Regions from separate parts of the Mus musculus genome. Here regions 2, 3 and 4 are each linked to region 1. The links are chromatin contacts, called in public Hi-C and HiChIP or PLAC-seq maps. All regions are on one chromosome and are shown on one strand. The core of a region is the stretch at or near the end of the contact, and the rest is flanking DNA. Distances in the headings are between cores, read along the strand shown. Region 1 overlaps Gm38761 (a long non-coding RNA gene). Region 2 overlaps Ppp1r9a (protein phosphatase 1, regulatory subunit 9A). Region 3 overlaps Ppp1r9a (protein phosphatase 1, regulatory subunit 9A). Region 4 overlaps Ppp1r9a (protein phosphatase 1, regulatory subunit 9A).

What was found. A called contact is a pair of places that touch in the nucleus more often than the background predicts. HiChIP or PLAC-seq counts read pairs in DNA pulled down with a chosen protein or histone mark.
Region 2: an H3K27ac HiChIP or PLAC-seq map of embryonic stem cells shows a contact between it and region 1, with 9 times the contacts expected there. The contact joins two enhancer-like sites. A contact is called at or near these places in 1 of 39 promoter capture datasets (embryonic stem cells), 6 of 15 datasets of contacts at CTCF or cohesin (the NIH/3T3 cell line, embryonic stem cells and stem cell-derived epiblast-like cells), 85 of 484 Hi-C or Micro-C datasets (the G1E-ER4 cell line, the N1E-115 cell line, adipose-derived mesenchymal stem cells and 20 more), 20 of 115 datasets of contacts at active chromatin or transcription factors (cardiomyocytes, embryonic stem cells, extraembryonic endoderm stem cells and 2 more) and 3 of 9 other capture datasets (adipose tissue, embryonic stem cells and liver).
Region 3: a contact with region 1 is called in an H3K4me3 HiChIP or PLAC-seq map of embryonic stem cells, with 33 read pairs. The contact joins two enhancer-like sites. A contact is called at or near these places in 1 of 39 promoter capture datasets (embryonic stem cells), 3 of 484 Hi-C or Micro-C datasets (all in embryonic stem cells), 7 of 115 datasets of contacts at active chromatin or transcription factors (embryonic stem cells and stem cell-derived neural progenitor cells) and 1 of 9 other capture datasets (embryonic stem cells).
Region 4: a contact with region 1 is called in a Hi-C map of embryonic stem cells, with 2.7 times the contacts expected there. The contact joins two enhancer-like sites. A contact is called at or near these places in 4 of 484 Hi-C or Micro-C datasets (embryonic stem cells and granulocyte-monocyte progenitors), 5 of 115 datasets of contacts at active chromatin or transcription factors (embryonic stem cells and stem cell-derived neural progenitor cells) and 1 of 9 other capture datasets (embryonic stem cells).

Annotation. Positions count from the first base shown.
Region 1 is chr6:4,656,720-4,662,848 of GRCm38.p6, forward strand. It overlaps Gm38761 (a long non-coding RNA gene), which reads left to right. Exons shown (of 2, transcript XR_868766.2): 2 at 4,145-4,651. Among named protein-coding and RNA genes, the nearest start is that of Gm38761, 5.2 kb to the left of the region's middle. Within about 2 kb of position 2,337, at least 5 of the 459 cell types and tissues checked have an H3K27ac peak or open chromatin away from gene starts, as enhancers often do. A contact at or near this core is called in embryonic stem cells and extraembryonic ectoderm, where this site is marked.
Region 2 is chr6:5,108,382-5,114,510 of GRCm38.p6, forward strand. Ppp1r9a (protein phosphatase 1, regulatory subunit 9A) reads left to right here. Exons shown (of 16, transcript NM_001363809.1): 8 at 2,619-2,672; 9 at 5,220-5,449. Among named protein-coding and RNA genes, the nearest start is that of Gm46949, 43 kb to the right of the region's middle. Within about 2 kb of position 2,205, at least 212 of the 459 cell types and tissues checked have an H3K27ac peak or open chromatin away from gene starts, as enhancers often do. A contact at or near this core is called in embryonic stem cells and extraembryonic ectoderm, where this site is marked.
Region 3 is chr6:5,015,863-5,021,991 of GRCm38.p6, forward strand. All of the region lies in intron 2 of Ppp1r9a (protein phosphatase 1, regulatory subunit 9A), which reads left to right. Among named protein-coding and RNA genes, the nearest start is that of Gm52886, 36 kb to the right of the region's middle. Within about 2 kb of position 3,624, at least 33 of the 459 cell types and tissues checked have an H3K27ac peak or open chromatin away from gene starts, as enhancers often do. A contact at or near this core is called in embryonic stem cells, where this site is marked.
Region 4 is chr6:4,980,614-4,986,742 of GRCm38.p6, forward strand. All of the region lies in intron 2 of Ppp1r9a (protein phosphatase 1, regulatory subunit 9A), which reads left to right. Among named protein-coding and RNA genes, the nearest start is that of Gm52886, 71 kb to the right of the region's middle. Within about 2 kb of position 2,213, at least 72 of the 459 cell types and tissues checked have an H3K27ac peak or open chromatin away from gene starts, as enhancers often do. A contact at or near this core is called in embryonic stem cells, where this site is marked.

The DNA.
Region 1 (6,129 bases), core at 1,087-3,586:
GGGTGAAGTGAAACATTGGAGGATGGATCCAGCTGTTCTTGGACTCTACAGCTGTGAGCCAGAACAAATCTCTCTTCCATTAACCAAGTTGATTGGATATTATCTTTAATAATGTGGAAACATGACAAATGAAGATAACACAAAACCACATTTTGGAGCACTGGAAGATGGCTAAAGTCTTATCTGCCATTACCCCAAGTATAAGAATTGTGTGTAACTTACCATCATAGCCAGTGAAAAGGTCTATAGACTGTCTTCCATTCACACTTATCTCTATGATAGTTCTTGCCACATGGGCAAAGGATCCAACTGAGGGTAACCCAGAATCCAGGTAAATTCTACGGCTACTACTCACAGGATAGGCTTTGAGTGGATCCCTGAAACTGATAAACTCATTCTAGCCAGAACCTTATTTATTTCATCCCTGGGTGGCCCACCTCCACCTCCACAGCTGTCGTGATACTTTGGGTCTCTAGGTATCAATGTCAAATTTTCTTCAAATGCCTGGTTATTTCTTTCTTTCACTGAAGCAACGGCATGCGTGTTTAATGTCCATAGAACTGTATGAGGAAAAGACAAGATATTTTTACATTCAGTGGGTTCCCGATCTGAGTACTTAAAGACCTCTGGAGCTAACATTCAGGTCACTAAATCCTGAAATTACTTCTCAGCTGTGTTGCTTTTGCATCTCAGGATATGAGGTCCTCTCTGGAAGTTCCCAAATAGACACTGCAGCTTTAAAACCTAGTCTATGGCTGTTAACTGCCCAGAATTCCTCTACATCGTCTACAGAACTCTCTTCACTGTCCTTATTCTTCTTGAAACTTTCAAAAGTCCCAATTATCACACTTGTAAAAGCTCTTTCCTCCTCTAGGACATTTGATCAAATCAACCTCCGGGAAAGCTTTGGCAATTATATTAGCATCTTATGCTGAGTAGCCATGATCCATGTTCTACTTAATAATGGCTCTTCATTGACAATTGAACAGAATACTCTGGCCTCCTAACGTAACTTCATTTTTACCATCTATCTTCTCAAACTTCTCTAGCTGCCTGCTGTGTACCCAGAAAGCAAAAGGAATTAGATGTCTAAAAGATCGGCTATGGGAAATACTTGTGAAAAAGAAGGGAGAAATGACATAGCAGGGGTCCACAGACAAAGCCCCTTTGCAGGCTGTGACATTTACACACAGAACAGTGTGTGTGCCAGGATCCTTAAGAAGATGTGTCACAACAGTGTCAAGAAATCATAGTGAGGGTGGTGGGGACCCTAGAACTAAGACTGTCCATCAGAGATGCCAAGTATTGAAAAGGTGTATGGTCAGTTAATACCTTTGTCATGCCTGGCCGTGGCTGGGATCAGTAGTCACAGACAGACAGAACTTCTAATAACACCAAGGCTGTTCCCAAGGTTTAAAGTGGGGGTTATCTGTCCACTGCCATCCTATATAGTGCATTTATAGCCGGCATCTCAGAGCAACACTTCCAGGACAATCGCAATAACCTACCTTGGCTGAGTACTTAAAGATCTCTGGAGCTAACATACAAGTTACTAAAGCCTGAAAACAAAAATAAAAAATTAAGGGATCATTTATAGTTAATAATAATGATAAACCAGAATTTACAATTAAATTCTCATGCTCCATGCAAAAAACAGAAAAAAAAAACAGGGATAGTCATATGTATGTGAAAATTAATAATACAGAGAACACAGTATTTTAATAAGCAAAGAATGGAGGGAGACAAAATATAATTTAATTTTAATCTCCGATGCAGAAAGAATGGCTTAGTCATACAAACAAAAGAAAATAAAATTCACACAATCATAATTTCTCTTAGTCAAAAAAAAAAAAAAAACAAAATTAAAAAGCAAAGTAGAAAAAAAGTTTAATGTGCTTACTTTTAATATCCTTATATAAGGATTTTAAAATTATTTTAATCAAGGTGTTGTCTAACTTGTGGCTGCTGCTTTCTAGTGTGTACGGCAGCATAGAACAGTTCATTTCAGCGCATTGGTTTTCATTTCATAACTAGCTAACTCAGAAAGAACTCGGATCACAGCAAAGCTAGTCGTTCTCAGTAGCCTACTGACACTTTGTGTTTACGTCACTTTTTTTTTTTCCTTTTGAAATGTGCTACTGTGGGCTTTCTGTGACACTGTCTGTGTTGTCTGGGACCCCGCCAATGTAGGTATGAATGTCCAGAGCCCCGACTGTCCGTGACTGAGAGCAAATTCTAAGGTCTTCCTGTAAAAACTACCAGCCCTTAGTGCTTCCCGCAGCTCAATCACGGTGTGCAATCACGGTGTGCAAGAAAGATGGCCGTTCTGGTGAGGGTTTTAGCGTGCAGACAAAAGCTTTCTGTCACCCTGTGTCCCTCTAGCAGCTCACGCCTACATTTGCTAAGTCAGTGAGCCAAAAGCGATATGGCTGACACTGGCCGGAGTTTTGCACTTTCACGGATGTGCTGATAGCTTGCTTTTGAGTCTTACTTAGTCATTGTGAATTATTTTTCTCTTCTGTGTTGTAATCGTCTAGTTTTTAATTCTTTTCTACGGCCTTGAGTCTTCCGTGCCAGGCCCGGGGTTCCATAGTTTTCCACAGTTCTAATCCGAGCAGGACTGTGAGTAAGAGCGGACATTTTAGGAGACAGAAACTTAAATCGCAGTGATCCCGCCACGAAGCGGGAGTGCATGCTTCATTTACAGGAAGAATCTAGCCATTAAAATAAAAAAATAAAAAAAAAATCAGTGGAGAGATCGGTCTATCACTCGGTGAGATCAGAAAGAAGGTTCCAGAGGGTCGGCATTCCTCGCGGAGCCTCCAGGGTTCTGGTTATCTTTAAAAGCCAGAGGAGACAGAAAGTCTGCTGAGATGGGAAGGTATGCGGGAGCCACCACCTGCCACTAACCTCTCTCCCAAGATCAAGACACTTGGCTGTGTAGTTACCAGCACCGGTCACTAACTTCTTCCAAGGACAAAATGTTTGGTTATGTATTTATTGTTATATGGAAATAGATTTTGGTAGTTCAAAATGTAAAACGTCCTAAGGAGAAGTAGCACAAAGTTTCAGGTTTTCCTGGTTTGCCCAGTTCTTGTGCTTTCTACCACCCAACTACAAGGAATCCTGTCTCTTAGCTTCTTGTGTTCTTGAAAATTTGTTTCAAAGATGGCAAAGAAAATTGCTATTTTTTTCCCCTCCTAACATAAAACATACCAGAGTTTTGAGCTTTTTCTCACCTAAAAATATTCCTTAGTGTCTTTCTCTATTAAGATACTACCTTTCCATTGTAGGGGGGGGGGGGGGAGAGAAAGTGAGCAAGAAAGACAGAGAATATGTGTGAGAGTGAGTGTGAGTGTGTGTGTGTGTGTGTGTGTGTGTGTGTGTGTGTGAGAGAGAGAGTGTGTGAGTGAGTGTGTGTGTGAGAGAGAGAGTGTGAGTGAGTGTGTGTGTGTGTGAGTGAGTGTGAGTGTGTGTGTGTGTGTGTGAGTGAGTGTGAGTGTATGTGTGTGTGTGTGTGTGTGTGTGTGTGTGTGTGTGTGTGTGTGTGTGTGTCTGTGGAAGGACAACTTTCCGGTGCCATCCACTTTGGTTTTCTGAGATGAGATCTCTCTGTGCCTGGAACTGGCCAGGTTAGAGCAGCTGGCCAGTCATCTAGAGCTCAGCCTGCGACTGTCCCCTTCATGTGTCACTATCCAACTCAAGATTGAACTCAAATCCTCACAAATGACAGATACTTTATTATCACTGTGGCCCTCTGTATCTTCTTCTTTTTTAACCATCACATAGTGTGGCTCTAAGTCGTTGGCATGGTAACATGCCACCATAATCTTTAAGTACTGATACTGTTAACTCCATTCAAATCATATTAAAAGTGCCACAGCACAAATAGCCTTGCTTATATGTCATTTCGCACTTATAAGAGTGCCTGTATGAGAGACATCATCAGATGTGGAATTACTGAGTTGTGGGGAACATGCACTCTTAATGTTATTCAGGGAGCCTGCCCTCCTTGGCGCCCTTGGGGCTGTACACCTCCCATAGCAACACTCTAGTCTCTCCCAACACCGTAGCTCTCCCTTAATACTGCAGTGTCACTGCAGACTCTGTCACAAGTTTAAAAGGCATTCATGTTTCTCTCCAGGTGAACAATTTGGTGCGATTGCTTGCCCTCTCAGTCTATGAGGCTGCCTTAACAAAAAGGCTAACAGAAGAGTGGCCAAGAAGCTAGAAATTTATTCCTCTCACTCCTGAAGTCTGGGAAGACCTAGATGGAGATGTCAGCAGACCCCGTCTGTGAGGTCCTCGTGCCAGTATCAGAGACAGCAGCCTTCTCTCCATATCCCCATGGTGGAGGGGTAAGGCATGTAGGTCTCTGAAGCCCCTCTTGTCACACTGCTGATGTCCTGCATGGGGGAATTCATCTGCGTGCCCTCATTACTCCACAAAGGTCCCACCCTCTCATACCAAAGCTTGGCAGTGTTAATTTCAGTATATAAATACATGTGTGGGCTGTACAGGTGTCTAGACCTAAGCAATGCTTATCCATTGCTTTTTTCCCCTTCTTACAAACTGTTAATAATTCTTTATATAATTGGGAGATTAGCTCATTGTCAATGATGTAAAATATAAATACATTTTCTCACTCTGCCTTTTGTTTATTGTTTTGTTCTACAAGAGAAGATTTTTTTCAGAGAATAGATTGTGTCAATCTGCCATCTTAGGACGTTTGCATTTGAATACTTTTTGAATAAATAGGATTTCCCATTCTTCTTTAACAAAGGAAGCAATAAAGAAAAGCTGACAGTCGTTTAGACCTGAGTGGTGTATGCTAGAATCCAATTTAGTTTTGTTTCAGATGACCACTCTGTTGCCAGAACCAATTTTCAAGTAGTCTGTCTTTTCCGTAAGTGACTTCTTGTTGACTATAGCATGTCCCTAGACCACTAGGTATATACGAAACAATATTTTCATAGTGTCACCGACATTTACGCAGCAACTTCCCACAGTGTTAATTGCAGAGGATTCCAGTTTCTTTACCTCACAATACACTGTAAAAGTTACCTATTACTGGTGAAAGAATCCTTCTCTATTTTTTAATAAGAAGCCTACTAACAATTTTTATAAGATTTATTTATTTTATTTACATGAGTACACTATAGCTGTCTTCAGACACACCAGAACAGGGTATTGGATCACCATTACAGATGGTTGTATGCTACCATTTGGTTGCTGGGAATTGAACTAAGGACCTATGGAAGAGCAGTAAGTGCTCTTAGCCCCTGAGCCATCTCTCCAGCCTGCCTGTTAACAATTGTTATGCTTACTTTTCCCAATTATATTTAAAGTTAACTTCTCTACTTCCAAAAATATCCTAGTCTCACAAATAAAACAAGCTTTACTAACTGCAGGATAAATGATATTCTTTGGTTCTTAAGTTCAGAAATGGTGGACTTTTTCACTTATGCAAGTCTTTTTGTGATCATCATGGTGGCATTTTGAAATTTCCAGTTACATAAAATTCCCCCAGGACAATTCATTCCTAGATGTTTTAGTTGCTGATGTTTGGTTATTGTTTGGCTGTCATTTTAAGTGAGGAACATCTCCCTAGTACCTTGTAACTAGTATATATATATATATATATATATATATATATATATATATATATAGTTGTCTTTATATTAAATCTCTATCCCACTATATTAGCCAGTTTTAAAGGTGATTTTTCTTACTTGTTTGTGATTGTTTATCTGGCTCTTCTTAATGCTTATATTTTTCTTCGTCCTTATATTGATAGTTCAGCCTACTCGTGCTTTAGTTTTCTGCTTCTGATGACTCTGCATTATCAGATTGTCATGTCACTTTTGTGGTCTTGTCTTGGTGACTCATGTGTAAGCTGCTTGGGTCCTAACACCTCTGTACTTCCCTCTCACAGGATGGACCCTGACAAGCAAACACCGGTCTGGGCTCTGTTTCAAACTACTGGGTTCCATTTGTTGAAAGGAGAGTAAAGATTGCTGCTACTTTTTGGAGACAATAGAGATGACCTTTTCATTTTAAACTATTGGTTAATTAATATATTGAACAACGGGGAGATAGAACCTGTAGAGACCATATCCAGTGGCTAGG
Region 2 (6,129 bases), core at 955-3,454, 450 kb after region 1:
CTTTGGTAGCCAGAACTGCTAGTACCAGCGAAAACAAATCTGCTTTTGTTGTTAGGGGAAGCCAAAGTCTAAAAACTGTGTGATTTAAGTCTGTGAAAAATAAACTCGAGACTAAATAAAGCCATCTATGTGGAAGGTTCACTGACAAGGGGAGCTGTGAGTTGTTACCTCTTTAGCAGTAAGCAGATGCTTATTTTTAAAGGAGCTGTAATCACAGTCTGAGAGATGTAACCAACACGTTGCTCATTAATAACCACATTCTGAGAATCCAAGCAGCCTTGTTAGAGGTTTGCCCTGCGCTCAGTTCACCACCCTGGTGGGGACCTTCTGACCAGGTTGAGTTACGACTCCACCAGCTAATTGCAGCTTGTTTTGCATATGTAGTTCCCTGAAATAAAACCCACTTTTGTTGGAAAAAAAAAAAAAAACAACCAAAACCAAAGCACCATCTATTAAGCTTAGAAAAAGATGGCAAAGATTTGCCACTGCTACATTTTAATAACATCATATATCTTCAAAAACACCTCCAGCTCCATTAGCTCCCTGCAGACAAAACAGGCCTCAGTCCAGTGCATAAACGATAGAAAAAAGTCTACACAGTGCAGAAACCGTTTCTCAGAGTTGTGTGTGAATTCCAGGCAGGCTGCCCTGGTGCCACGAGAGCCGATAATGTTGCTCTTATCTGATAGAAAATGTCTGGTTCTAGAGCACTCTTAAAACTCCCCTGCAAAGATAATATTTTTCACTTCCAAAATATTTTCCACGCCTGCACAGGCTAAGTGGAGTGCTGCAGGTGATGCTGACGAGGCTTCTGCCTGCCCCTTTCTGGTAGTCACACGTAGACATTTTGATTCAGTTACAGTTAGTCGTGTGCGTGTGCGTGTGCGTGTGTGTGTGTGTGTGTGTGTGTGTGTGTGTGTGCGCGCGCGCGTTCTTACTGAAAGCTATAAACAGAGCCCACACTCAGATTAGTTTAAACAACAGAGTAGATATTTTTGTTAGTAATGGATGGGAAAAAAATCATCCAGGCATATGAATTTGCTTTATTCTCTAAGAATATAATACCTCTGGAAAATAATTCCTTGTGGTTGTATATACATTTCCATGTTGTATATTAAAGAATATTCTTTTGTGGCTTTATTCTTGAGTGGCAGGTTATCATGGCTGTTTATTTGAGAGAGGTGTGTGGGGGGGTGTTATCTTTACAGCATCTTGCCTAGAGCCCCTCAGTAGATGCTTATAAAGTTCATCTTTAATTTTTTAGAGAAATGGCACAAGATCAGAACCTAGATATCCAAGATCTAATCCAGTTCTAGTGTTGGTTTTTTTTGTACAGTTAGGTTGATCATTTGCTCTGAGCCTCAGTTTCCCCACATCGCTGTACTCACTAAGGGATCAGGATTTCTGGTGAGCACAAAAGACCTCTGCCAGTATTTTTCACTGAGAAAGCTTGGTGTAGTTTCCTTGCCTGGCACACTCACACTTTGGGTATCTGCTAATGGCATCTGAGTGAGACGGACCACTAAGATTGTGGCATAAAACCAAGAAACCCAGATTCGGTACAGTCCTAACTCCGAAGTACTTTGGACAAAAAAAAAAGGGGGGGGGGTGAGATGGTGGGATGTGGTCTTCAGTAACTTTGTGGCAAACCAATTTAGGATTCAGCATAACCAAAAGAAACAGTGCCACCTGCATCACTTAGTGGCTGTGCTCAGCTGCAGAGCAGAAAATGTTCATGGGCTTGGCTGCAAAGTGTCTCCCTCCCCAGACCCTCCACTGGGCTGTTTGGACCTATAAAACCGGGAGAATTGGGAATTTCAAAAACATCCTTCCCATCAAAAACATCCAGAGAACAAATTGTGAACCTGTAAACTGTTTTCCCTAAATTCAAGGGTGTTTAGCCCTTAAAGAAATGAATGACCCCTAGAAGGAAAACAGTCGTGGTCGGGGAGGGAGTGGGGGCGGGGGAGTAAAGCAAACAAATGGCAAAGACCACTATTGTGTTGTAAAGAAAATGCTTTGGGGCTTGGAGTCTTTATACAGGTAGATCTTTTGGAAGGCAGAATTTTGAATCTGTACCTTTCCTGCGGTTAAAAAGGAACACAAACGGAAAACAAACCGGAGATTTCTGTGCCACTGCGTCCCACTCCTTCCTCTGCTGCAGAGCTGCTCTGCGGAATGTGAGAGCGACTCACAGAGCCACAGCGCCACCTTTCTGCACGATGTGGGAATGACTCTTCACACTGTGCGAGGCCTGTTGACTGGCTGGCTCAAGCCATTCTGTGGGCGAGCCTCAGGAAGGAAACAGCTCCTGGACGCTCAGATCGTAAAGGCAGAGCAGCAGAGGCCAAGAAATGAGTTTTCTTTTCTTTGGCCCCTTAGCAATTAAACTGGTAACTTAATCGGATATTAGGGACCGTGAGTCATAAACCCTATGTTTAATTAGTTTGCACCCACTGAGTCATTTTACATGCTAGACATTTGTAATTACAACCTGCTGCAATGCAGCAGGGTCCTGAGCATTTTTTTAATTGTGTCATAAGATATTCTTCTCGCTGCTGAGTCTTTAAAAATATAGAAACACTCTTAGTTGAGATGTTTTTCTTTTCAATTTTCAGTTGCAAATCAAACATGCAGTTACAGAAGCAGAGATTCAAAAATTGAAGACCAAGGTAAGCACCGCTCCGTGGTGTTTGAATTGTACTCTTTAAACTTCAGATACTCTGGGAGTAATGGATTTGCTCCCGTGCACTTGAGAGCATATTTCCATGAGATGGTCATTTCCAACATTAAGTACATCGATGGACCTGTCTTGAGACTGAGCATAACCGCACATAACCAGAGAAGGCCACAGGGCACTTGGTGTTTTAAGTAGATTTAAACTGTTTAGTCTCTCTGAAATTTCATTAAAAATAATATTTTTAATGGCTCAAGCATCTGTGTATTAATTTCTAAAATATAAGCTGGTATAGCAAATCTCCTTTCTGTCATTTACCTTATAATAATTTCAGCTAATTTACTGGAAGCAATGTATTGTTTTAATGTGGAACATTAATTTCTTTTTAGGAAAAACTTCCCATGTCTAAGAAGTAAAGTTATAAGCTCATTCTATGCATTGTGTAATTAATTTAGATTCAGCTGCTACTGGAAATCTTGAGATATACTCACTTCACATTATTTAAATTTGTTGAAGAGAAAAATATTAATAAAAGAAAATATTTTTAATCTCTATGAAATAGTGAGACATCAAAGGAAACTGTAAAATTCTTGTACAAGATACAGTTCTAGCTATTGTTGTTCATTTCTATCAAATGTATGTTTTCAGAGACTTAAAAATATCTTCAGTTGCTTTCAAACGATGCTGTATTGTTTCCATAGTCTTTTTAAAATTACAAAATAATTATTGCCTACGTCGAGTGATCTGTTTTCTGATTCACAGTGAATACATGCTTTGGGTTTTCCATGTGTTTTAAATGGAGATGAGTTAGCTGGTTAAATGGAGATGAGTTAGCTGGTTAAATGGAGATGAGTTAGCTGGTTAAGTGGAGATGAGTTAGCTGGCTACTTTGGTTAAGTGGCATTCCTGACTAATACGCTCTGGAGCTCTCTAGTCAAAGCTTATTTCAGCATCATTCATGGTGTCCGCGGCGCACCGTGAATTTTAAGTTTAAAGCTAGCAGGGCTGGTACCTAAACAACTGCTATAAAGCATTCATTAAAGATGCTGTAAAAAACCAAGCCCTTTTTATCTGAAAACTGTTTTTTGACTTTAAAAAGCAGATCTTATAAACTGTTGGTTACAAATAGGGAAAAGAGCCCCTGTGTTTATAAATGCTCCCATAGACAGGCTTAGGCATTTATTTATGAAGAATTAATTTAGAAAAGTCTACAAATTACTATTTTATATTTTCCTTTTAGGTTGGTATATGATAACACTTGAAAACATGTGATTATTATCAATGTTATATAGATTTCTTCACTTCAGTGTTTGGGACTAATCTTTACTTTGTAACCTCTTGTCCACATGTATTTAGTAAAATACTTTTCACAAAACTATTCTTGTGACATAGAAATGTGTACATTTGTGTGAATGTGTATCTCCATTTGTTCAATGCTCTATAGAATGGGGATGTCATTTGAACCTTGATAGCTTTGTACGTAGAAAGGGTAGACAGAGTAGCAAGGTGAAGAGAACGTGGTTGTCAGGGCAATTTAAACCCTCATCTGAAACTCAGTGTCATGAGTTCTGTATTAAGAGCAGCGCTGGACCGGCTTCCTCTTTCCTGGACTCTATAACCAAGAGGCCCAGAAAAAAAAACTGCACTCTGTGTTTCTAAGAACTTCCAGAGACAGAAACTACACAGAGCTGTCTTTTTGATCCGTTGGAGGGATTTAAATTAACAGGACAACTATTAATGCCTTTATTTTTTCCCTGTCTTTTATACATAGTATAAAGTAAGGTTTGAAAAGCTGTAGATGTATTTAACACTCCCTGTGATATACTGAGTGACAGAATGTGTTCATGTCAGTTGAAATCAACAACCTAGAAACATCCCCCAAAGGGTTAAAAGCACAGTAACAGGAGCTGACTCTCTCAAATGGTTAGGGTGCCCACGAGGTGTTGCAAGGATGCAGAGTGGTGAGAGCACAGGTGCCCTCTGACTCTAAGGGCACCTGAGTCACCACCCGAGACACAGGTGGTAACTCTTAGAAGCCTGAACCTCGTGCCCACGTGTTGAGGAGAACAACCCATAAGCTAAGTCCCTTCCTCACCATTAGTGCCTTTGCTTCTGCTCCTTTCCCACCCCCGCTCCCTTCTTAATTAATCATCAACTTCCTGTCCTACTCTTTATTTAACGTGCTTTCAAACAACGTGTGTCAACATTTAGTGGACCTAATCAGTGATGCGCTAGACACCATTTCCTGCTTGCAGTATTTCAAACGGCATGCTAGCAAAGAGAGTTCATGGGAGTTCATGTCAGATTTGTGTTTGGTCTTTTATCAGATGGGTAACCTTGAGCAAATCATTTCTCTTTTCAAGCCTTCCGTTTTATCCTCTATGGATATGGAAAGAACAGTTGCTCTTCTCATCTTGAGCTGTTTTGATGACTGACTGATTGTATATAACAATAGGGTTTTATCTTAAAAAGCTAATAGTGTGGAGAGATGGTGCTACAGACATGCCCAAATTATTTTTGCCTTGACATTTGTTTTCTCCAGCTTCAAGCAGCCGAAAATGAGAAAGTAAGGTGGGAACTAGAAAAGAACCAACTGCAACAGAATATAGAAGAGAATAAAGAACGGATGCTGAAGTTGGAGAGCTACTGGATCGAGGCTCAGACATTATGTCATACGGTGAATGAGCATCTCAAAGAGACTCAGAGCCAGTACCAAGCCCTGGAAAAGAAATACAACAAAGCAAAGAAGCTGATCAAAGACTTCCAGCAAAAGTAAGTGCTCATAGTGAGCTAAGGGCAGCACAGGCACAGGGAGAGGAAGGCTTGTCCCCGGGTGTTTACACTAGTCAGAGGGGGCAGAAGGACAGGCCGGGCTGTCCCTGTCAGATCACAGCCATGGTGGATTAAGGGAGTAACTTTTCTCATGGGAACATTCTGGGTGTTGCTGTTTGACTCCGCCTGAGTGTCTGATAGCATTGAGACTTGTTGGTTCTTTTGGAAAGCATCTCTATGATTTAGGAGCCAGGAGTGCGGCTGAGCTTAGTCAGGATGCTTGGCTGACAGTTGGGCATGCTACATGCAGAAAAGGCTGGATGGGCCTCGTCTGTGTTCTTAAAATCAGTTTCCACAGACCTCGCCTCTACAGGCAGTGTGGACACTGACTTACAAGGCCTCCACACGAGCTGCGTTTCTCAGTACGACTGTCAGGGCCCCAGGTCACCACACTAAGGCAGACCCTTGCCATGCCCTGCTGTGAAATTTCAGTAGCTCTTTTCTGAGCTGTGCATCTTCCTCTCCTCCTCCTGGGTTTGACGTTACTGAGCATGCCCAGAGGGATTCTCATGAATTATTCCTGACTCACTAGACCAAACACCAGCACCTTTTGTGGTTTTCTGTGACAAGCCTTAGAAGCTCAATGTGTATGTACATCATCTTGTTTCTTTCCTGTCTTA
Region 3 (6,129 bases), core at 2,374-4,873, 360 kb after region 1:
TGCATCTGATTTTGTCTAGATATCATCTCAAAGTGCCGTATGCATCAACTTTAAATCCTTGCAAGCCTCGTTTCTTTTATTACATATTATGAAAGGACTTTTTATGCCAATTAGAAGTGATTTGGGCCTTAATTATGTTTGAAAGGAATATTGTTGAATGGAGGTCCAGTTTAAGAAAGGGACGTCAAAATAATTGCTTGAGTAAACATGGTCCACCATGACCTTCTGATGGTTTCCTGTGAAGTCATTCAGTTGAAGTGAATTCGGGCAGCTATTAAACACTAGTGGTTCAAGAGAGGAAATGAACTGTCAGGGCTTGTATTTCAGAGGAGCAGACAGAGGTACCTACCTGATATCTATGCTAAGACATAAGTTCAGTCAACTTAGTCTCAGAGATCTAGCTAGCTATATCTAACGTTTTATTTCAATTTGATTATTTATTTAACTTATTTACAGAAGCAAGGTACATTTAATGTCCAAATACAGAAACAGAATAAACAAGAAAAAAGCAATTCTACAGTGTGCCTGTGGAAGTCAGAGGACATTTTGCAGAAGTGGATTTTCTCCTACCGCTGGGTCCTAGGGATTGAACCTAGGTCCTCAGCCTTGGCTGCATGCACGATTACCTGCGGACCTGTCACACTGACACTGAAACTTTGCTCTGTTATCATCGTTTGGCCAGCATTATTTCACATGAAAGTCCAGGCTCGGGATCCCATGTGACATTCAATCAGGTCATGCATTACCCTTTCAGTTATGCCCATTTCTAATTGTAGGTCTGCACTCTCCCCTCACTTCCCCACATATTATGAAATCATATCTATCATAACTCTATCATATATAAGGAAAGCAAGGCATGGACAATGGCTTTTACCTTGATGCTTCAAATAGCAAGGGAAGCAATCCTTAGATGTCAAGGTGATGACAATGCACAGAGGCACAGGCTGGAGGACATAGGAAGGAGGGATAGTTACATATAATTTCCATCAATCCAAGGTGGGCTTTTGTTACCCCTTTATTGACTGTTAGATGTGGTTTCTTCTATTAATTTCTCATAAAACTATGCTACCACGCCGGTATAGCTCAGGGCTACTGGTCCTGGTTGTCATGCACAAGCACACCAGGGCTGAAAACAAAGCTAAGCAATAATATTTAGAAATAGTTTAATAACTTTCAAACATCTGAAGGAATTAGTAGGCAATCTTTCTTTGTAATAAATTGTGAGTATATTTGGTGGTCTTTTACAAAGAATCATAGAGTTATGAGAGCTGGAGAATAACTGCACAATCGTCTTGTTGTTAGCAATCCTAGAAGCATTTGTCATGTAGTGAGACAAATTAGGAAGAGTGAGATTGGGGCTATACACATCTGCCGTGAACACGCAAAGGAAAATAGCAGCTGAGCCTTGTCTGGAAACTGCTGTTTTAAAATATTGCCATTTCCAGAAACCGTATCTAGTTGCAAGTTAGAAAGAAAAGAAGTTGTGAAAAGTTTGGTTCAGTTTATCTATGACTTTTAATAAAATCACACAAAATAGAGTAAGCTTTTCCAGGGCTAGAAGTTTGTGGAGCTGAAGAGATGGCTCAGCAGTTAGGAGCAACTGAAAGCTCTTCCAGAGGTCTGGCACTCTGCTGTAACTCCAGTTCTGAAACCCTCTTTTGTCCACTAGAGACATCAAGAATGCCAGTGGTCCATGGGTATCTGAGTAGGCAAAGCAGCCATACACAAAAGATAATTTTGTTTAGCTTTTAAAGAAGGAGATTCTGTGTAAGGTAAGCTGCTGTTCGATGTCCCGGGAAGCAGGCAAACAATGGTGAGGTTCCTTAGACAGAGCACTGGAACCTTCACTGGGGATAGGAGTTGGCCCTGAAAGTCATCCTTTCTGTCTTGGTGCAGAGAGAAACAGTCTCAAAGTCAAGTATTTCCTTAATAAATTTTGTTTTACTTAAAAAAAAAAAAATAGAGACTTCTCTACTTTTATTTTCAAAATTTATGTTTTCAAAATTTCTCTTGTGACTGCTATTTTTTTCTCAAAAAAAAAAAAAAAAAGAAAAAGAAAAACAACCTCAAAATAAACCTCATGCAAAAGAGACATGTTTTGAAGGTTGCATGACACTGACTAGGTCTTAGAAGTGGTACAGAGGAAGTAACAAGAGAGATCACAGAAACTACTGAAGCATCTCTGTAACTAGACTATTCCAGCTTTGCTTTCGGTCATTATGTGCAAGCAAGGATTGCTCCCTCATAAATTTTGCCTGGACAGAAGAAGGCAGGATGCAATAATGGCTGTGAAGGGCAGGCAGTGCCAAAGACAGAAAAGAATCTAAATGAGCTTTCCTTAAAGGAAGTTAAAGCCTAAGTAAGTTATGTGTGATACAGGAAGAGCCTGGAGCCATTGTGGAGATGGATGGGTGAGTGTCAGGAAGCTGAGACATCTGGGGACAGGGTCAGTGTGGGGCACAACCAGGGACTTACACAGGGGTCACCTCACTGTCTACTCTCAACAGTGATCTTTTAACAGAGCACTTGAGGAAATTACTCAAGGTCTGACCATGAAAGAACAGATTGGAAGGCAGAAAGCCCACACGTTGCGTTTCCTGCTCACCGATACACGGCCATCCCATTAACTGTGAAGAACCGATAGGGCAAAGCTTGAAGGTAAAAGTGGTTTGTGTCTCCCTGACACAGCTGAAGTCAAGTCCCGTGTAGACATGAGGGTTCCGTATAACCCATCACAGCCCAGAACAAAGAGCCCTGGGGGCAGAAGAGCAAGGTTAGATTAAACTCACAAGTCTAACATTCAGTCAGAAATATCCAACCATTTAAGGAAGCAAACATTTAAAAAGTAAACTTCATGATGAGAAAATCAGTCAACATTGCTCTTATATTATCAAACATGGAAGAATTATTACATAAGTAAATTAAAGTGAGTATTTTTGTTTCTGTGCTTAAACGCTTTAGAAAGAGCTATCTAAGTTATTCTTTAAAAAGTCCAAACACAATTTTTAAAGATAGGTACAACAATGAGCAGAAAGAGCTCTGCGTGGAACCTTAGAGCCTAAGTTAGTGAATTGAAAGCATAGGGGTAGAATTTCTCCACAGTGCAGCCAAGCACACCACAAGGATACAAGGTAGTGACCCAAAGGTGGCACAGGGCCCCAGTTTGCACGTGAAAGCCACCCTAGAGTGACGGCCTGAACCAGTGCTGCCTGATGTGGGCCCGCAGGACTATGAACCATTTATCCCAGGAAGACGGCAGGGTAGAAGAGAGCAGCAAATAGTGAGACAAATTAATTTATCCTGCTAACCTTACCCCCCCACCTGCCCAGTGCTCTAGTAATCCTAAAATCAAAATCCTTGGTGACATCCACTCCCAGGAAGTCACCTTGGAGCTCCTTGGGTTCTGTCCTTCCTGTGTCTCCAGGAAGCTTCCACTTGTCACCTGCTGTGATTTCAGAATTCAGAGCTCTTTTATTGTGTTTAGGTTGTTTTGGTGGCCGCGGGAGGTCGTGACACAAACAATTGAACATTCCCACCGCAGGACAATAATGTGTTTGGTACAAACAGTGATGAACAAAAGGAGAAGGAATGAGGTACTAAGGGAGTTTGGAAGTTTTCCTCTGTTGCTGAGAATGTAGAAGATCATGTGCTGTGTGGGGACTTCCTTGACTGATCAGGAAATACCTCCTGAGGCCCTAAGCTAGTTCTCGCTGACCTTGAGCTCCCACATTCTAGAAGTGAAAACTACCGGGCCTGTGGCACAAGTGTAGGCTTCCAGCAAAGGGTGTAACGTGCAGGTAGGAGTTTTGTTTAGTAAGTATGAGAAACCTACATTCCACAGCATTGTAAAACCACCCCCCCCTCCAAAAAAAAAAAAGCAGCAAAAAACCAAAAAACATTTTCTCGCCTATGGCAAGATTCACGGCTAAAGTCACTACGATAAAAGACAGGCTGATAAGAGCAAAGCATATCAACGTTTCTAATTCAGATTTTACTTTATACAGGGCCCTCCAGAAGTGACATAACAAATCCAATCACATCACCCAAGCACGTATGCACACACGGGGATGGGGGTGGCGGGTTGGGTGGGGAGTAGGGAAAATCGAAAATTGTCTTTGCATATGTGCACAGCCATTGGAAACAATGCTTGCTGAATACAAGGGCACAGCGACAGTAACCTTGGAAGAACTCCCTGGGCAGTTCCTGGTCTTTTTCTGATTCTGCTAGATATCTGCTTGGTTCCTTCCTTCCCTCTAGCTGTGAGGCAAAGCTGCTCATTTCAAAGGAACAGTACAGGGAGAGCCCATTCCAGGGCGTGGTTAGCTTGATGGCCCCTTCAAAGGAAGGTGTGAGGAAGAGTTGGGCCTTCCTCCCTCTGTGGTTTCTTCACTTCCCACTGTGCATGTTACCCATCCCTTGTCTCTTACACAACTCTGCTGCAAGGACTAAAAGTCATTCAGCTGTCATCCAGTCCAAGCCATCAAAAGTCTCATCCACTCACTCCATAGCCAAAAGGGAGCCAACTAAACCAAGCAGGCCTGACCTGACTGGCAGCTACCACAAAACATAGGCTAAACATCACTAAACCAACTACCATGACAAACAGCAGCAAGAAAATATGTGCATAGTTTTCCAAAAAGGTAAAGGTAAGAAAAAAAAAATTTAAGCAACTTTTTTAAAAACCAGGAACAAATCTCCAGGAGGAGAATGAAGGAGAAAATTGAAAGTAACCAGAGACAAAAGACCTTTACTGTCAGGAACAAAGGTGATTGTACCTTTCTTCTCAGAAATTCTGAGCTAGGAAACAAGGCAAAGGCTCCTTCTTCAAGTCCTGTTCACTGCCCCTCCCCGTCACTCCCTCCCACAATCCTTCCCACCATCCCAGCCCCTTCTCTTTGAGCAGGTGAGGCCCTCCCTGTCTATCCCCCCCTTGGAACTTCAAGTCTCTTATAGGCTAAGTACTTTTCTTTCCCACTGAGGCCAGACAAGGCAGCCCAGCTAGAAGAATATAACCAAGGTACAGGCAACAGCTTTTGGGATAGCCCCTATTCCTATTGTTTGGGACCCACATGGAGACCAAACTGTATATCTGCTACATATGAGTGGAGAGGCCTAGGTCCAGCCTGCATATGATCTTTGGTTGATGGTTCAGTCTCTGAGAGCCCTAAGGGTCAAGGTTAGTTGACTCTGTTGGTTTTCTTGTGGAGTTCCTATCTATCCTTTTAGGGGCTATAATCCTTCCTCCTATTCTTCCATAAAAGTGCCCCGACCCCATCCACTGTTAAGCTATGGATGTCTGTATCTGTCTGAGTCAGCTGCTGCTTAGAGCCTCTCAGGACAGCCATGTCCTGATTCCTGTCTGCAAGCGTAACACAGAGTATCAATAATAGTGCCAAGGACTGGTGCTTTCCCATGGGATGGGTCTTAAGTTGGACCAGTTATTGGTTGACCATTCCCTCAGTCTTTGCTCCATCCCTGACCCTGCATTTCTTGTAGATAGGATACATTTTGGATTGAAAGTTTTGTGGGTGGTTTGGTGTCCCTATTGCTCCACTGGGGTTCCTGTTTGGCTATAGAAGATGGCCTCTTCAGGTTCCATATCCCAGGTGCTGTAAGTCACAGCTAAGGTTAATCGCTTTGACTCTTGGGTACGCTTATGGTCTCTGTCTTGTCCTGGAGATGCCTACCCTGGTCAATTGTAGATTATCATGGCCATCTAGCCATCTCTTCTATCTCTCCCACATCTGATCCTCTGCTTTCCTCTCTCCAACCCCTCTCCCACCCAACGCATCTCCTCCATCTGCCTCTTATGGTTATTTTATTCAAGCTTCCTCGCTTGGGCCTTCCTTCTTGTTTAGCTTCTTTAGGTCTGTGGAGTGTAGCATGGGTTTCCTATTTTTTTTTTTCGAGACAGAGATTCTCTGTACAGCCCTGGCTGTCCTGGAATTCATTTTGTAGACCAGGCTGGCCTCGAACTCAGAAATCCGCCTGCCTCTGCCTGTTTCCTGTATTTTACAGTGAAGCAGCCTCTATTTTTCTCTCTGTTCTCATGAGAGTTGGGCATATTCTGTTCTGTTAAATCTTTGATTTGTCACTTTCCCACTTACTTAGACACCACTTTCAAACACG
Region 4 (6,129 bases), core at 963-3,462, 320 kb after region 1:
TCTCATAGAGTTCCTTGGATGGGAAGTGAGAAGTGGAAACAGTTATGGGCATTATAAAATCATATTTAATAAAGGACCATGGCATATAAAAGGTTTATGAGCATAATCTGGCATCAGAGAAATTAGTGGTAAAGTTACAGTGTCCCTATCATTAGATGCACCATTAGAAGGGCGTGCAGATGGAGTCATAGGAGCAGTGACACAGAGTTGGGGTGAATGTCAATATGAGCATCATTTAATATTTAATATGACAATTGCTTAAAAAGTTAATCACCTGGCCTCCAAGGCATATTCCATTCCTGGTTGTGGACATAAGAGGGACAAGAGTGTACCCACATAGATGTGATATTCACACACATCTTTTATTTGTAGTAGTCAAAACTGGAAACAACCCAAGTGTCATCATGAAGGGAGTGGATAGCAGTGTTCTATCTATTCGGTGGTCCAATTCTCAACAACAAAAAGAAGTAAGCCTCATCCATCAATCCCAAATTGCATTTAAATGAAACTCCCCACAAAGGAACGTGTGTTGAACATACTACTTAGGCATAGCTCTAGAAAATCTAAAGAATTCTTCAGTGGCATAAAGCTGGACAGTTTTGTGTAGCTCTGGGGGTAGAGAATGGATTATAAAAGATGCACTAGCCACTTTGCGAGGTGGATTGTCGAGATACTGATAGAAGCAGCAGAAGGCAGAGGGAAGGAAGGGCTTGTTGTGGATCACTAATTGGGTAGATGGTCCATCCTGGGGAAGGAGTGGCAGAGAGAGGCTCTAGCTGTGACGGCATGAACATGCGTCTGCTGGTTGCATTTTGTTTGGAGTCAGGAAGCAGAGACAGAGATTGATGCTTAGCTGGTGCCTCCTCTTACCATCTTTTTATAATTTTAACCCAAAACCTCATCCTAATGGGAAGGTACTCTCTCCACACTAGGATGGGGCTTTCCCCGTTGGTTAACCTTCTCTGGAAAGGCTTCACGAATATGCTCAGATGTGGTTTCTTAGGTGACTCTGAATCCAGTCATAATGACAGAATCCAGTTATGTTGACAGTAGAGATTTAGAACCAGCATGCAGGGGACAGGTATGATGGTAAGGATGGCTTCTTGGCTGGATATGATCCGAACTCATTTGACTACTTCAAATTGAGTCTTAAGACATAGACAAATGAAAATATTTCAAATATTTTGTTTTGTTTTTGAGAAATTGTAGGTTCAGCTGTGTCATATAAAAGAGTTTCACTTGTCTTTGCTTCCTGTGCGTTTTATGGCTTTCCATGAGTTCTCTCCACCGAGTGCACTTTTAATGTCATTTATTTTCATTTATTTAGACTTTAGAATAAGCTTCCAGAGTTTGTATTTCATTCTTTCCTGCCTTGTAAATTTAGAGCCCTGAGAGATCATCACAGGGCCTTTTTGGAATTCTATCTTGTGACTGTGGATAAATTATCTTTACTATGCTGCATTGTCTTGGAGCACTAGAAGCAGATCAACAGTATCTAAGCAGAGATCATGTTTAGTCTTTTCAGATAATGTGGTTCTCTGATGCCATGTTGACTAGTCAGAGTAAAAGCAAATCAAAGGTGCAAATCCAGTCTGGATTAGCTAGGATTTATAATCATGAATATAGATAAAATTAAAAGAAAATATAAAACGTGAATTTGCATTTTATAGTAAATATTTGGAATAACTTAAAATATTGATCACAAATGCTCTGCTGAAAGGAAATTTAAAATTTAATAAAATGTGACACATTCTGTTTTCGCAATATTTTGGAAATGGAGGCAGAATGATCAGGGCAGCATAGTCTCACTCTTGCAAAAAGTTGATAGTAAATTTAATGTAGTATTCATATACATGTAGTTAGCTTAGGTAAATTTTAATTTGAAGTCACAGTGATTTAAATATCAGATATGCTTTCTAGGATTATAAAAAAGATACTGTGGTTGTCTAAATAGACAGTAAGTTTTCTGTGCAAGATTCAAACAAATCTGCTTTTTTATATATTAAAAACAAATGCCTTCTTTGAGGTTTAACACTCAAAATATGTTCCTGAGTTCTACTCTAGTGTACTTAATACACAAAGACCATTCTGTTTAACATACACAAATGAGTTTGGCACCCAGATGTTCCCTGGCGACAGGAATGGGGCACTGCAGCGGTAGCGTGAGGTGGGGCTGCATTGACATAATGGCCTCTTTGAGTGGAGCCTGCAGCAGGAAGGTAGCTTTGCTGAGCAAACGTTGTGCTTTCACTCTTTCACCCATGCTTGAGCAAACAAGGAGTTCCGTGTGAGCAGTCTGCTTGCCAGTCGGTCCCAAGAAAGCCTCAGAAGGTATTCTTAAAGAGCCAAGGCAAACAGCTTCTGTTTTGGGTGCATGTATCACAGCTGAGCCTTCTGCTTGAAGAGCCTCATTTAATCCTTTCTGCCTCTGGGAGGGTGCTCCCAAACGCTGTCCTAGACACTGGAGCATTGATGAGCACAGACATATAGAGGCTCTGTGTGCTCTTTCTACCAAGTCCTTCCCGCTCACACTGCTGTCACGGTCTTTTTCATACGGCAAGGCCATAAGCCTTAAAGGAGGGTAAACATCGTTGAATGGCACCCTTGCTATCACTATTAGCAAGTCTTGTGTGAAGGAACCTTTCTGGTGTTCTGAAATGTGGGCAAGTTTTGAGCCCATTGGAAGTCAGTCAGATTTTCATTAGCATTCAGAGAAGTATTACCTAGCTTCCATGTTGACATTTTCAACCAAGATGTTTCTGTTGTCCCCACTCCCGATTTTCCCCCCTCCAATATCCCACTTCCCCTCGGGCTTCCTTTCTGCTTCCGTGTTACATATTCTTTTGCCTTACCCTACCCTCTCACTTCCTCTTGTTCCCTTTCATGGTATCTATCTTCATAACCTATGTCCCTCTCATACCAGGCAATTAATTATGGTATTAAATTGTAAACAATTCAAACACAATTTGAAATGATATTTAACAGTTTTATCATAGTTGAATAAAAGGAGCCCAGAAGGCCTGTTTAGTTCTAGGTAATTATAAAAGCCATGTGTGTTATGACTTGTTTTTCTTAGTAAGTTTGGTAAATAACTACTAGGTATGGCAGATTCATGACATGCTGTTGTTAAAATTGTCACAATTAATGCCCACGTATGGAATATTACCTAACCAAGTCCTGGAGTCGCCTATGTCAAAACTCTGTTTTTATATAGACCATAGTTGTTTGCTTTGAGCAAAATTATTTGGGCCACATTTTGACTTCTTATTTCCAGTTCACGCGTTGAGAATCAGAACTGATATTCATTGCTGCTGACATACCTTGCGTCTATCTGTTTTATTGTTACTGAAGGGCAGAAAGTGTTCCCGAGTGTGGCAGCTTGAGTAGTCTTGTGCTCATGCACTGTATCGCTGTGTGTTGCCCGTGACATTGGCTGTGTAGAAGGATCTGGGGCTGCATCCTATCTCGACCATCACTTACTCTGTCCCCTGTCTCAGATTATCCTTCAGTTCTAAGATTAAATCTCTTTTTGCAAATGTTCCCATGTTTAGATCCCAGCTCTGGGATTCAAGCCACCAGCAGGATAACACTGTACAGTTGTCTCAGAGCACGAGCTTCTCTAAAATAGTGATGTGTGTGTGTCAAGGTAAGAACGCAAATGAGAGGTATTTACTGAAATTACAAATTTCCAATCAGCTAGTAAGACGCTCTTACGGAAACCACCATTCAATCCTACTTTTAGGTTGTTATTGAAATCAACAAGTTGAGTAAGCTGAGCTTGCTCAGCATGCAGTGGTGCGCTGGATAGCCAGGAGGTGCTGCAGGGTTTGGAACTCCTCCCAGCCTGCTGGGGGCCAGAGCGGCTGTGCTGCTGGGTTCTGGGTTGTTTGCACTGATGTCCAGTTAGGCTTCTAAAACTTCACAGTTTCATATTTTTCAGCATTTTCTATTTCTTTTTGTTTGTTTGTTTTTTTGTTGTTGTTGTTGTTTTTTCGAGACAGGGTTTCTCTGTGTAGCCCTGGCTGTCCTGGAACTCACTCTGTAGACCAGGCTGGCCTCGAACTCAGAGATCCGCCTGCCTCTGTCTCCCAAGTGCTGGGATTAAAGGTGTGCGCCACCATGCCCGGCGAGGCATTTTCAATTTCTAGGTTAGGAGTGCTAGTCTGTATTTCGTTATGTACCCCTAAAAACTTTATTGATTGTTTTGTTGAAAAATGTTTTCATATAACTTTGTTTTGCACAAATTGAGATCAGGGAAAGAGACTGACCCATATTTGCATATTATAGATGTTGGTTTTCTAGACACTAATCTAATGACACTTTGTGTCACACAGTAGAGGTTTCCAAGATTGGATCTGAAATTCATATCATTGAAATGATGACAAAGATAAGAACGTGGTACTTTCTCAAAGGCGTTGGCTCTGCTGCCAACCTGTAGAAAGTGGCCCACCATCTCCTAAGTCTGTTCTATAAGACAGGAGCATTTGGCATCAGACTCATGGGAATTTCTCCCTCTGAACAGCAGAAAATGTACAGGAGTGTCCTCTCTTATCTACAGTTTAGAATACCAGTGGTACAGTCCACAGAACTCAAAAAGGTCAACAAGCTGAAATGCCCAAGCGAGGACGCCTCAGTCCCACTTGGGAGGGACAAGGAAACCATCACTTGTCTATATGATAGTCTAAAATAGTAAGAGGGATCAGCTAGGAGCAAGAAGTTAATAAATTCAAATTTTGTATGTTATTTTAGCAGTGTAATGAAGTTTTGGACCATTACTTTGTTCATCAATGCTATATATGGTATCCTCCTCGTGTTACATTTAAATTTCTATTGTTAGCTCTGCAGTGTTGCGCTGCCTGTGTTCAGGTAAACAATATTGTGTTACACTATTGGAGTAATGCACTGTAGCTTTAATTTTTCTCAACCCCAATTTTATTAAAGGTTTTTTAAAGGCTTTAACCTCTCTTCTGGCCCACCACCCACCAGCGATAGTGGGAAAGAAAGGTGATTAGGATATGGGGAAATGGACCTGTTTAGGAATTGTTCCTCGGAGCATATCCAGTCTACCTTCTCAGGAAGTCAGCAGTTCAGTTCACAGGAAATAGCAGCAGTGGCTGCTTGATCCACTTGCAAACACCTCACGAAGATGAGCAGTCCAGCCGTGTCCGGATAGCAAACCTGAAGCAACAGCACAGGTGGCACAACATAGCAAAGGCAGCCAGGCCTCAGCTGAGTTGGTATGAGTCAGCAAGGAGGGGCCAGGACCACCAGGGGTGCCAGGAGAAGTCCTCAGCAGTTCCTCTCTCAGTGGAGACTGGAGACCAACAAAGCATTGCACAGCTAGCAATGCAAGCCTCCTGTCACTGTCCCTTGAGTCCTATTTATACTCCCTCCAAACATCTACATGTGTGCATGATCTTGCCTTAGCAAGTGAGTTTCTGTCTTAGCAAAGTACCACATGAGTCCACAGAAGCAGCAGGAAGCCACCAGAACAGCACCAGGAGTTTTCTGGTGCATTTTTCACTACAGAGTCACAATGAACAAAGCTCAACTATGCACTATAAAGTGAATCAATACATGTGTGTCGCTAGCGACAAATCCTTCAAGTGTCCTTTCATGTGTTTGCTTCAGCAAAACATTCTTTCACCTGTGACTGCTTCAGCAAGACATTCCTTCAAGTGTCTGTCTTAGCGAAACATCCTTTTACTTGTGACCACTTCAGTAAAACACTCCTCACATCTGCCCCAGAGAAACACCATCCAACACAACTGACTTTCCAAAGAACCCATAAGTTTCCACTTTGATTCTTTTCATTCATCCTACAATAGAGGGTAATGTGCATGTGTGATAGAGGGGGGTTAGGGAGGGAGGGGAAGAGAGAGAGGGAGGAAAGAGGAGAGAGAGAGAGAGAGAGAGAGAGAGAGATTCAATATATTGAAACACTTGTATTACAGTACAATTTGGTTGTCCCTTAGCATTTTTGGGGAACTGGTTCCAGCACTATTATGATAGCAAACCTCGAAGGATGCTCAGGTCCTTGAAATAAAACACCTACATATACCTCTGCGTACATATTTTATACCACCCCATATGACCTGTAGCACATAACTCAATGTAAGTACGATGTAT